Regions from separate parts of the Oryctolagus cuniculus genome. Here region 2 is linked to region 1. Evidence: chromatin contacts called from public Micro-C data. All regions are on one chromosome and are shown on one strand. The core of a region is the stretch at or near the end of the contact, and the rest is flanking DNA. Distances in the headings are between cores, read along the strand shown. Region 1 has its middle 140 kb from the start of BCAS1. Region 2 overlaps ZNF217 (zinc finger protein 217).

Evidence for each region. A called contact is a pair of places that touch in the nucleus more often than the background predicts.
Region 2: a contact with region 1 is called in a Micro-C map of ear pinna, with 15 times the contacts expected there. The contact joins two enhancer-like sites. A contact is called at or near these places in 3 of 6 Hi-C or Micro-C datasets (ear pinna, psoas muscle and an unstated tissue).

What each region holds. Positions count from the first base shown.
Region 1 is chr11:7,555,407-7,560,304 of mOryCun1.1, forward strand. No RefSeq gene overlaps it. Among named protein-coding and RNA genes, the nearest start is that of BCAS1, 140 kb to the left of the region's middle. Within about 2 kb of position 1,930, at least 4 of the 8 cell types and tissues checked have an H3K27ac peak or open chromatin away from gene starts, as enhancers often do. A contact at or near this core is called in ear pinna, where this site is marked.
Region 2 is chr11:7,820,859-7,825,756 of mOryCun1.1, forward strand. ZNF217 (zinc finger protein 217) reads left to right here. Exons shown (of 7, transcript XM_008274158.4): 3 at 356-2,099. The coding sequence starts at 713. Among named protein-coding and RNA genes, the nearest start is that of ZNF217, 28 kb to the left of the region's middle. Within about 2 kb of position 2,428, at least 1 of the 8 cell types and tissues checked has an H3K27ac peak or open chromatin away from gene starts, as enhancers often do. A contact at or near this core is called in ear pinna, where this site is marked.

The sequences.
Region 1 (4,898 bases), core at 680-3,179:
GGCAGAGGGAGGCGGGGTGGTGTAGAGTGCTGACTCAGGTGAAACTGTGTGCCCTCCTCCCTTCCTGCTACCTGCAATTCTGTGTGACTGAGGGAAAGGCCAAAAAGTCTGGCCTTAAAATCCACACCACACCAGCACTGGACTTCACAGGCAGTGGGAAAAATAAATATCTGGTATTTGGGTATTCTGATTTAGGCAGGAAAACTATATTCTGTTCCAAGCTACTACAAATACCTTCTTCCCGTCGACTAGCTCATCAAAAAACCACAGCAAGGTCCTAATTAAGAGACAGCTGTAAATCCCATTCTATTCATGATGTCTCAAAATCCTGACTATGCTATTTCACCATGTTGTGTCTTTTGGCCCCAAGACAACCCGACCGGAACTGCATCAGCTTGCACACGCAAAACCAGTAATGTGGAGATCAGAGCCATCTGCAAAATCTAAACCCCAATTTTTATTTCCATTTGGGCCGAAAGCAAGATGTTCCTTTCGGAGGTGGGAGGCCCTCAGTTTCCCTCTTAACTCTGTGTGACTCAAGCTGAAAGCATCCCCCCCCAATCATTCTGGACTTTTCTGTAATCTCTGCTCCTTAATACGTGCAAGGCAGTGCCGGCCATCACCAACCGCTTATAAAAGCACCCCTGTCCCGGGTTGGGATCGGGGATACAACCCTGGCCAGTAGCTGTATCTCTCGCGCATCTGAGTATTTGCTTCAGTTCCCCACTTGTTTCTGTGTGAGGGTAGGCCTGACCTCCGAGCATGGCTGAACATGACTCATAGTCAAACCGAGAGTTTCAACGCTAAATGGGACAGCATCGCCATCTCTGCTTTCCTTCCAGCAGATTATTCAAATACCATCGAGTTGAAGTCAAGCTGTCCCACGTCCCGCACAATCTGGCTCCAAAGGCCCCGTCAGAGCCCCTGGGCGAGCTTCCTGCGCTGCACTGTAATCTTTCTCGGTGAATATGTGACGATTGCATGTTTTTGGCCCAATTCTCCCCTCCCGCCTCCTGTGCCCTAGAGATCCCGATGCCTCCTTATGAAAACCATGTGCGCCTTATCTCTTCCCATGCAGTGGCTGAAGCCAAAACGCAGGCTGGAAAACACTCCCCTGGCTGTACTGTTTCCCATCATGTCTCTCTGACACCTCCAGATAACTTGTTAGCATATTGTCCTCTCCTAGGCCGCGCAGCCCCGCTGGGCGTCTGGGGGCTTGATGACATCACCCCGGAATTTATAATTAGAACCAAAAAGGCCACATCTGTAACACCAGCAGGCAATTTGAGAAATGCTAAGAAGCTGCTGGGGAGACTCTAAATGAGGTTACCAGGAAAAGTTCTGGAAACAAGTGGCCAGTGGATCTTCCTCCTGCCAATGCCGCAGCATCAGCCACAGGCCAGGGCTGAGTGGAGAGGCTGGGGGCCAGCCTCTGGCATTGTACAGGCGCTGTCTCCGGCCATTGGCCCTTCCCAGGCAGAGCTGTGTTTCTCAAAGTTCCTGGAAGTCTTGGAGAAGGGGTGTGCATTTTGCCACTGTGGACCAGGCAGAGGGACGTTGGCTCTTTGAGATTTTATTCATTCCGTGTGCTTTCTCCTCCCAGCAGGGTCTTTGTGGCTGCCATCAAGGGTGTGTTCCTATGAGTAACAGAACCAGAGCTCTGCTGGGTAACGCGTTAGCCACTAGACACGTGCAACTGACTATTGAACACAAATCTAGACTTAAAAGATTAAATACGGCTCAGTGGCAGTAACTGCGTGTGGGCGGTGGTTCCCTACCGGACCCGCTTGGCCCCCTGGGAAACTCTCTTTGCACCGTGCCAGACTGGGTTTTCGGATCTGGCTCAGACACTCTGGCCAGGACACCTGCTGTGGGGGCGTGGTCGTTCCCAGATCCCTCTTTCACTCCCGGCGACTCGGCCACCCTCTCGCCCGGGGTGAGAACCCTTCTGTGGGTTGCGACTGCCCGGCTCTCCCCGCCTCCCCGACCCTCGCACCCACCCAGTCCAACTATCTCACTCGCAGGAGACAAACCAGCCAACCCCCGTGAGCGCGCTCTCCGCGCTCCCAAAGCGATCGTTTCCTTCTCGGCGGCTTCGGGTTTGCTTCTTTCTTCCCCTTGCCCAGGACAGCTCAGCCCGGCCTCTCTGCCCCGGGATGGCCGCAGATCGGACGGGAGTGGGGAGGCGGGAGGCGGCCCGGGCTTCCCGCGGCGACGCGCCCTCCCCGGCGCGCCCAGCAGAGGGCATCCGCGCCCGCGGGTCTCGGGGAGTCTCGGGGAGTCTCGATCGCTAGGGATTTTTTTTTTTTCTTTCCAGCAGTGACACTTTGTGCGAGAGCCGCAGTGCAAGGTGCCAGGCTAGGACGCGCGCCGCGGACCGGGCTTTGCGGAACACTCGGGACCCGCGGTCCTGCGGGCCGAGAGGAGCCCTCGCGGAAGGCGGGGCTGCCAGATTGTGGCGACCGTGAAAGACGGCCCTGGGGACCAGACGCGCACGATCTACGCAGCTTGCTTGGGCAGGGCTGTCCACACCGCACGCCATCGGTCGGGCGCAGCCTCTTGTTCGCTCTCTCCCTCGCCCTCTCCACGCCCTTCGCCTTCTCCCCGCTGTCGCCGCGTCCCTCCGGCCACTGAAAGGGCTCAAGTCTCCACCGCGCCGCCGGCCCTCGCCTCGCCCCGTCCTTGGAGAGCCTCGCGGGCGCCTTGGCTGCGCGCGCCCGCAGAGAGAGGCGCGGGACAGCGCCGGTTTGGGTCGGCGGTTTGGGTGCATTGAACATCTGTATGAGATGACAAGGCCCGTTTGTAAGGGGATGTAACTGCTCGTTTTACTGTTACCAGAACACTCACTGGAGGGGCTTCCCGATGGAAAACACCTGGTGCTCCTCCAGCCCACCTGCGGGGGAGATGAGCATGGGGCGAGGGGTGGGGGCCCCTTCCTGGAGGAACGGACACGGCGCCTGCGCCCGTCCTGGGGCCCGCCAGCAGCTGTTATTTCTTTCCTTCGTTGCCTCGAGCCCCCTCCCCAAGGCCTAGAGCGTGGCTTCTGCAGGCCAAGTACTCGTTGGAGGGAACAGAGTTACGCAGCCCGAGTGCAGCAGGTGAGGCGGGCCCTCCTGCCCTGGCCTCTGGGACTCTGTAAGTCCCCTGTGGGTGCTGAGGCCCTTTCCCTCAGCGAGGAACAAACGGCCACCCTCGCATGCAGGAGTCTTAGAGCTCCTGGAGCAGGGCTGCGTTGTGACATCGTGTTGACAATGTGCCTCTTACTCTCCTAAGTGTCTCAGAGGTAATAGGAACTGTCATTCACCGTGCAGAGAATTTAACACCAAGCCTGAGCAAGTTCAATCAAGTTAGAGACAAAGGGGGCAGTGGATGGAGGCAGGAGACTACACAGAGAGGTACTTGGATAGATAACAGACAGAGGGATGACAGGTAGGTAGGCAGGTGGATCGGGGAATAGATCAGTGACAGGTTGTTAGAAACAAGATACCTGGGGCCGGCTTTGTGATATGGCAGGTAAAGCCACCGCCCGAGACACTGGCATCTATTCACTTACCTACCTGCCATTCTGTTATCTATCTACCTACCCTATCTATCTATCTATATCTATCTATCTATCTATCTATCTATCTATCTATCATCTATCTATCTATATCATCTATCATCTATCTCTCCCTATTTCCTATCTATGTGTCTGTCATCTAGGTATCTTTTTTTTTAAGATTTATTTTATTTACTTGAAAGGCAGAGATACAGAGAAGACAGAGAAAGATCTTCCAACCACTCATTCATACCCCAAATGGCCGCAGTGGCTAGAGCTGGGCTGGTCCAAAGCCAAGAGCCAGGGTTTTCTTCCAGGTCTCCCACATGGGTGCAGGGGCCCAAGCACTGGGCCGTCCTCTGCTGCTTTCCCAGGCCTTTAGCAGGGAGCTGGATCAGACGTGGAGCAGCCAGGCCTCTGCTTCTTGTGGAAACTAGGATCGTCAGGTAGCACCTGCCTCCAGGGTGCTGAGCTCATGGGTGACAGGTGCTGGGTGCCTCGTAAGCCCAGGACTTCTCCACAGGCGACGAGCAGCAGTTACAATGCAGCAAGAAGGACATTAACCCTCCCCCCAGGAAAGGAAGAGAATCCTCAAAGGAAAATGAGCTTCTCATAGCATATGAAGTTGTGTGTCATCTCAAAAGTGCACTGTAGGATTTCGTTGTTTTTTCTTTTGAATGTCACTTGGAGCCAGGGAGAAGCCTGTCAGCTTCCCTCCTTTCTTTCTGAGAGGCAGAAATACAGAGAGAGCTCCCATCTGCTGGTTCACTACACAAACGCCTGCAACAACCAGAGCTGAGCCAGGCCGGAGCCAGAAGCCAGAACTTCCCTGCAGGTCTCCCTGTGGCTGCCTGAGCCATCACCATGCCTTCCAGGTCTGCGTTAGCAGGAAGCTGGAGCCAAGAGCTGGAGCTGCGATGCAGATGCCTTAGCTGAGGTCTTAACCACTAGGCCAAACACCCAGCCCCTCATCACCCCAAAAGTACATGAAAATCTCAGGTGGCCTTGCAGATCGGAAGAGCTCAGGCTGCCATAAGTATCAGACGGTGCCCATGCAAAGAGGCAACTACACGGCAGGCCAGGGGGGTGAAGGCACAGAACGGACACCATTGGACGGGAGCAAAGATGATGGGTCCATGGCTCCTGTCTCAGCCGGGGACAGGAGATGGGAGACCGCATGCAAGTGGCTTTGCAAATAAAAGGCTCCAACTTTGCAAATAAAAGCCTGTGTTCTACTCACACGTGCCCCACACAACCAGGCTGCAGCCGTGAGCAAAGGAGTTGCAGCATTTATTTCATAACTATCCATGTCTCCCACTTCACCAACTTCCTGAAGATCTCCGACTTTACCCAGGCTCCT
Region 2 (4,898 bases), core at 1,178-3,677, 270 kb after region 1:
CCCTGGCCTCAGCAGAGGGCTGGCCTGGAAGAGGGGCAACCGGGACAGAATCCGGCGCCCCGACCGGGACTAGAACCCGGTGTACCGGCGCCGCTAGGCGGAGGATTAGCCTAGTGAGCCGCGGCGCCGGCCGACGTTTTCTTAACTAGATGAAATTCTGCTGATGCAGTAAGTGTGCCAGCTTGAATGAGATGGTCGTGGTTCAGTTAACCACTTGTTGACCAAGAGGCATTATTGCGTGTGTTAGAGGTGAAGCACCTGAGCTGGGTCCCTTCTCTGACCCGGCAGGGACCACGTGAGTCACCCCCGTGCCTCTCTGCTCTGAGCATAGCTGACCACTTCTGCTTCTCCCTAGGTTTTGGAAACCCCGTCTCCGGGTCGCTGGGATTGACTTGCTGCTCAGTTGAATCACCTGCTCAATGGAGACGAGAACTAGGGCTTTGTGCTGACTCATACTTGAATCAAAACCCTGGGGAGTCTGCATGCCTTGTCTGTGGACAGGACCAGTGCCAGTCTCCATCACGAGCCTCCGGAAACTTCCACGGTCTCCCTGCGCTGTCGTCCTGGTCGCTCGCTCTGGCGTTGCAACCCGGGGCTGCTGGAGGTGGCAGTGACGAGTCTTGTTACAAGTGGCCTTATTCCAACTCCAGAAGTCCCCCCAGAGGAAGCTCGCGACTCTTACCTTGTGCCCAGCCCTGAGGCAACAGGAAACATGCCCACCCAGTCCCTCCTCGTGTACATGGATGGGCCGGAGGTCATTGGCAGCCCCCTGGGCACCCAGGTGGAGATGGACGACGCCGTGGCGCTCCGAGGGGCCGCCGCCGTGCCCTTCAGAGCCCCGACGGAGAGGAGCGTCATCCAGATGGAAGGCTGCATGCCCTTGGACTGCATGTTCTGCTGCCAGTCCTTCGGCCACGCCGACGACCTCAACAAGCACGTCCTGACGCAGCATCGGCCCACCCTCTGCGAGCCCGCAGTGCTGCGGGTGGAAGCAGAGTACCTGAGCCCGCTGGACAAGAGTCAGGTGCGCGCCGAGCCCCCGAAGGACAAGAGCTGCAAGGAGAACGAGGAGTTCAGCTGCGAGGTGTGCGGGCAGGCGTTTCGGGTGGCCTTCGACGTCGAGGCCCACATGAAGAAACACAAGGACTCCTTCACTTACGGGTGCAGCTTGTGTGGGAGACGATTCAAGGAGCCGTGGTTCCTGAAGAACCACATGCGGACACACAACGGCAAGTCGGGGGCCAGGAACAAGGCGCAGCAGGGCCTGGAGAGCCCGGTGACCATCAACGAGGTGGTCCAGGCGCACGCGGCCGGGAGCATCTCGTCGCCTTACAAGATCTGCATGGTCTGTGGATTCCTGTTTCCAAACAAAGAGAGTCTAATAGAGCATAGCAAAGTGCACACCAAAGACACTACGTCCTGCCCCAGCAGTGCACAGGCAGCCTCCCAGCCCGAGGGCGCGCCATCTCCCAGGGAAGAGTTCTTGCAGTGTTTGGACTTGAGACCCAAAGCGCACCCGGAGCGCGTGCAGAAGCAGGTGCAGTGCATCCCTCAGCTCGACCCCTTCACCACCTACCAGGCCTGGCAGTTGGCCACCAAGGGCAAGGTCGCCGTGGCCCAGGAAGAAGTGAAGGAGTCGGGGCAGGAAGGAAGCACCGACAACGACGACTCGTGCTCAGAGAAAGAAGAGCTGGGAGAAATCTGGAGCGGCGGCAAGTCCGAAGGCTCTGGGAAGTCCAGAGCGAAAGGCGGCTGCGCGGGGCTCTCGCAGGAGAAGGAGAAGCCCAGGCACTCGAGCGGCGACGGGGCCCCTGGGGACGTGGACGCCAAGCTGTCGGCCAGCAAAGAGAAGCCCACGCACTGCTCCGAGTGCGGCAAGGCCTTCCGCACCTACCACCAGCTGGTCCTGCACTCGCGGGTGCACAGGAAGGAGAGGAGGGCCGAGGCGGGCTCGCCGACCTCGGCCCTGGACGGGAGGCAGCCGGGCACGTGCTCGCCCGAGCTCGCCAGCAGCCTGGACGAGGGCGGAGCCGTAGACCGAGGCGAAGGCGGCTCCGAGGATGGCTCTGAGGATGGCCTTCCCGAGGGTCTCCATCTGGGTGAGCTGATCCCCGGGGTCCCGGGCACACAGGGGCTGCAGGGTGGACCCTGGCTGTGGAGGTGTCTGTCTCCCTGTTGGTGACAGTTCTGTGGTCTGTTTGCTCAGGGGACACAGGTGTTTCACAGTTGGGTGATGGTGCCCTCTGTTGACGTTTGGTGATGTGTAGTGACATTCTTGGTGGTCAGAGCTCTGTGTGTGGTATTGTGCGTGCCCATACATGCTGGCACCCGCAGGGCAGAGGCCAGGGCATGGTGCGCAGGGCTTCTGGCACCCCACCCGGTGTTTTGTGATGGCCGAGAGACCCCATCCCTGCCCTGAGCTCCTGTGGCTCCCTCTGTGTCTGTTGGGGCTGGCTTCCCACGTGTGGATCCCAGGGGGGTTCCGAGGCCACAGGAGTTACTGGGCATGAGCGAGAACAGGAAGCGTTAGGCAGGGGCAGCCCGTCCTTTCTGTCCTGGAGGCTGGTGCCCTCTGACCAGGAGCTCTGACGATTTGCCTGTTAGACACAGGAAATGGGAACGCACCAGGCTGTTTGGAAGAAATTCCGTTTGCTTGGTGAAGTCTGACGTGGCCGATCCCTGGGGCCGGCTGAGCTTCCAGCCACAGGACATGGTGTGAAGAAAGGATTCTGCTGCTTAAGAGCAGTTACAAAAAGCCCTCACCTGTGGGCACAGTCAGCAGGTGCATGATGAGAGCATGGGGTGGTCTCCGGGACATGGTCGCTCACACAAGGGGCTGTCAGTTGGGACGGATGCCCTGTCCTCTCTCAGCCTCACTCACTGAAGTCCTCCAGGGACTGTGTGTGTGTGTGGGCCCTGGTGAACCTGACCACAGCACCTTGAACTCTGCACCTGCATGGAAGCTGGTGCCCAGGTCTTCTTTCTGATCATGGTTTGACATGTTTGATGTGAGGGCAGTAGTTTTTCTTTCATATTTATAATTTTTTTTAAAGATTTATTTATTTATTTGAAAGTCAGTTACATAGAGAGGAGAGGCAGAGAGAGAGAGAAAGGTCTTCCATCCAATGGTTCACTCCCCAATTGGCCGCAACAGCTGGAGCTGTGCCAATCCGAAGCCAGGAGCTTCTTCCGGGTCTCCCACATGGGTGCAGGGGCCCAAGGACTTGGGCCATCCTCCACTGCTTTCTCAGGCCATAGCAGAGAGCTGGATTGGCAGAGGAGCAGCCAGGACTCAACCGGCGTCCATATGGGATGCCGGCGCTTCAGGCCAGGGTGTTAACCCACTGCACTACAGTGCCGGCCCCTATAATGTTTTGTGTTCCTTGGGGTACAGGAAACCTAGCTCTGAGCACACTGCAAATCCTCAGTTTTCAGGAATTTAGGAAAACTTAACGGTGGCTCGATGACATAAAGCAGGCTTTAACTTAACCACTGAGCTTGTTGTCCGAGTGATGCCCTCTGTCCAGGGGCATGTGAGGCAGGAAGTGGCTGGTCATTTGCAGGTGGGGTGGAACAGCTGGGCGTGGTAGGGTGCCCTGCTCTCCGTCCCGGCGCTGTGCTGTGGTGCTCTGGCTCACCACGTGTTGCTCAGCCCATCTTTGCTCCAGTTTCCTTGTTTGCAAGATGGCTTCCTTGACCCTCCTTCCACCTGCCAGGGAGCGTTTCAGCAGGCTGGAGGTGAAAAGCTCCCAGCCCATTACAGTACAGAGCCGCCTGGACCAGGCAGCTGTGCGGGTTCCATGTCCTTGCTGTCCCAAAGTTAGGCGATGCCTTTATCTTGCATGATGCGGCATGGTGAAATCCGGACGCATAGTTGGAAGTGGGAAGCTGTGACAAGGTGCAAAGGCAAAGCCTTCTGGCTGGGCGTGAGCGTGAGGAAGCAAGCTTGGGCATTCGCTACTCAGGAAATTGGTTTTCCAGAGTTTGTCTAGACTTATCTTCTGTACGATCAGCCTGGCTTTCTTCAGACTTTCAGGAAGATCAAAAGCAGATGACACCTTAAAGGTGTCAGCTCTTAGGTCTTTCCTGTCTTAGATGTGGGTGCTTTTTCCCTGCATAGGAATTGTGGTGCAGTGCAGACGGTGCAGTCCTGCCCTAATGTAAAACCTGAAGGCTCACCAAGGCCTGCTTCTAAGCTGCTTTTTATTTTTTTTTAATATTTATTATTTATTTGAAAGGCATAATTACAGAGAGGCAGAGAGTGAGAACTTCCATCCACTCTTTCACTCCCCAAAATGGCCGGAATGGCCAGAGCTGCCCCAGTCAGGAGCCAGGAGCCAGGAGCTTCTTCTGGGTTTCCCACATGGATGCAGGGCCCCAAGGACCTGGGCCATCTTCTGCTACTTTCCCAGGCCATAGCAGAGAGCTGGATTGGAAGTGGAGCAGCCAGGACTTGAATCAGCTCCTAAGCTGCTTTTTAAAATGAGTGATCTGTGAGCAGTCTGAGATGTGCAATGTGGAGGGAGGGTCAGGGAACAGGCCAATTAATCGGACATAACAAGTTTTGCAAGACAAAACGACCAGTTCAATTAATTATGCTGAATCCTTTTTTTTTGAAAGAGAGGGAGAGAGAGATGATTGTCCATCTACTCCCCACAGCTAGGGCTGGGCCGAGCCGAGCTGAAGCCAGGAACCAGGAGCTTCATCAGGGTTTCCTGTGTGGGTGACCAGCCCAGGCACTTGCCGTCTTCCGCTGTTTTCCAGGGTACATGAGCAGGGAGCTGGATCTGAGGTGCAGCAGCTGGCACGTGAACGCGCCCACACGGGGTGCTGGGGTCGCAGGTGGCTGCTTTGCCTGCTGTGCCACGAGGCTGCCCTCCGTTGTGCTGAGCCTTGCT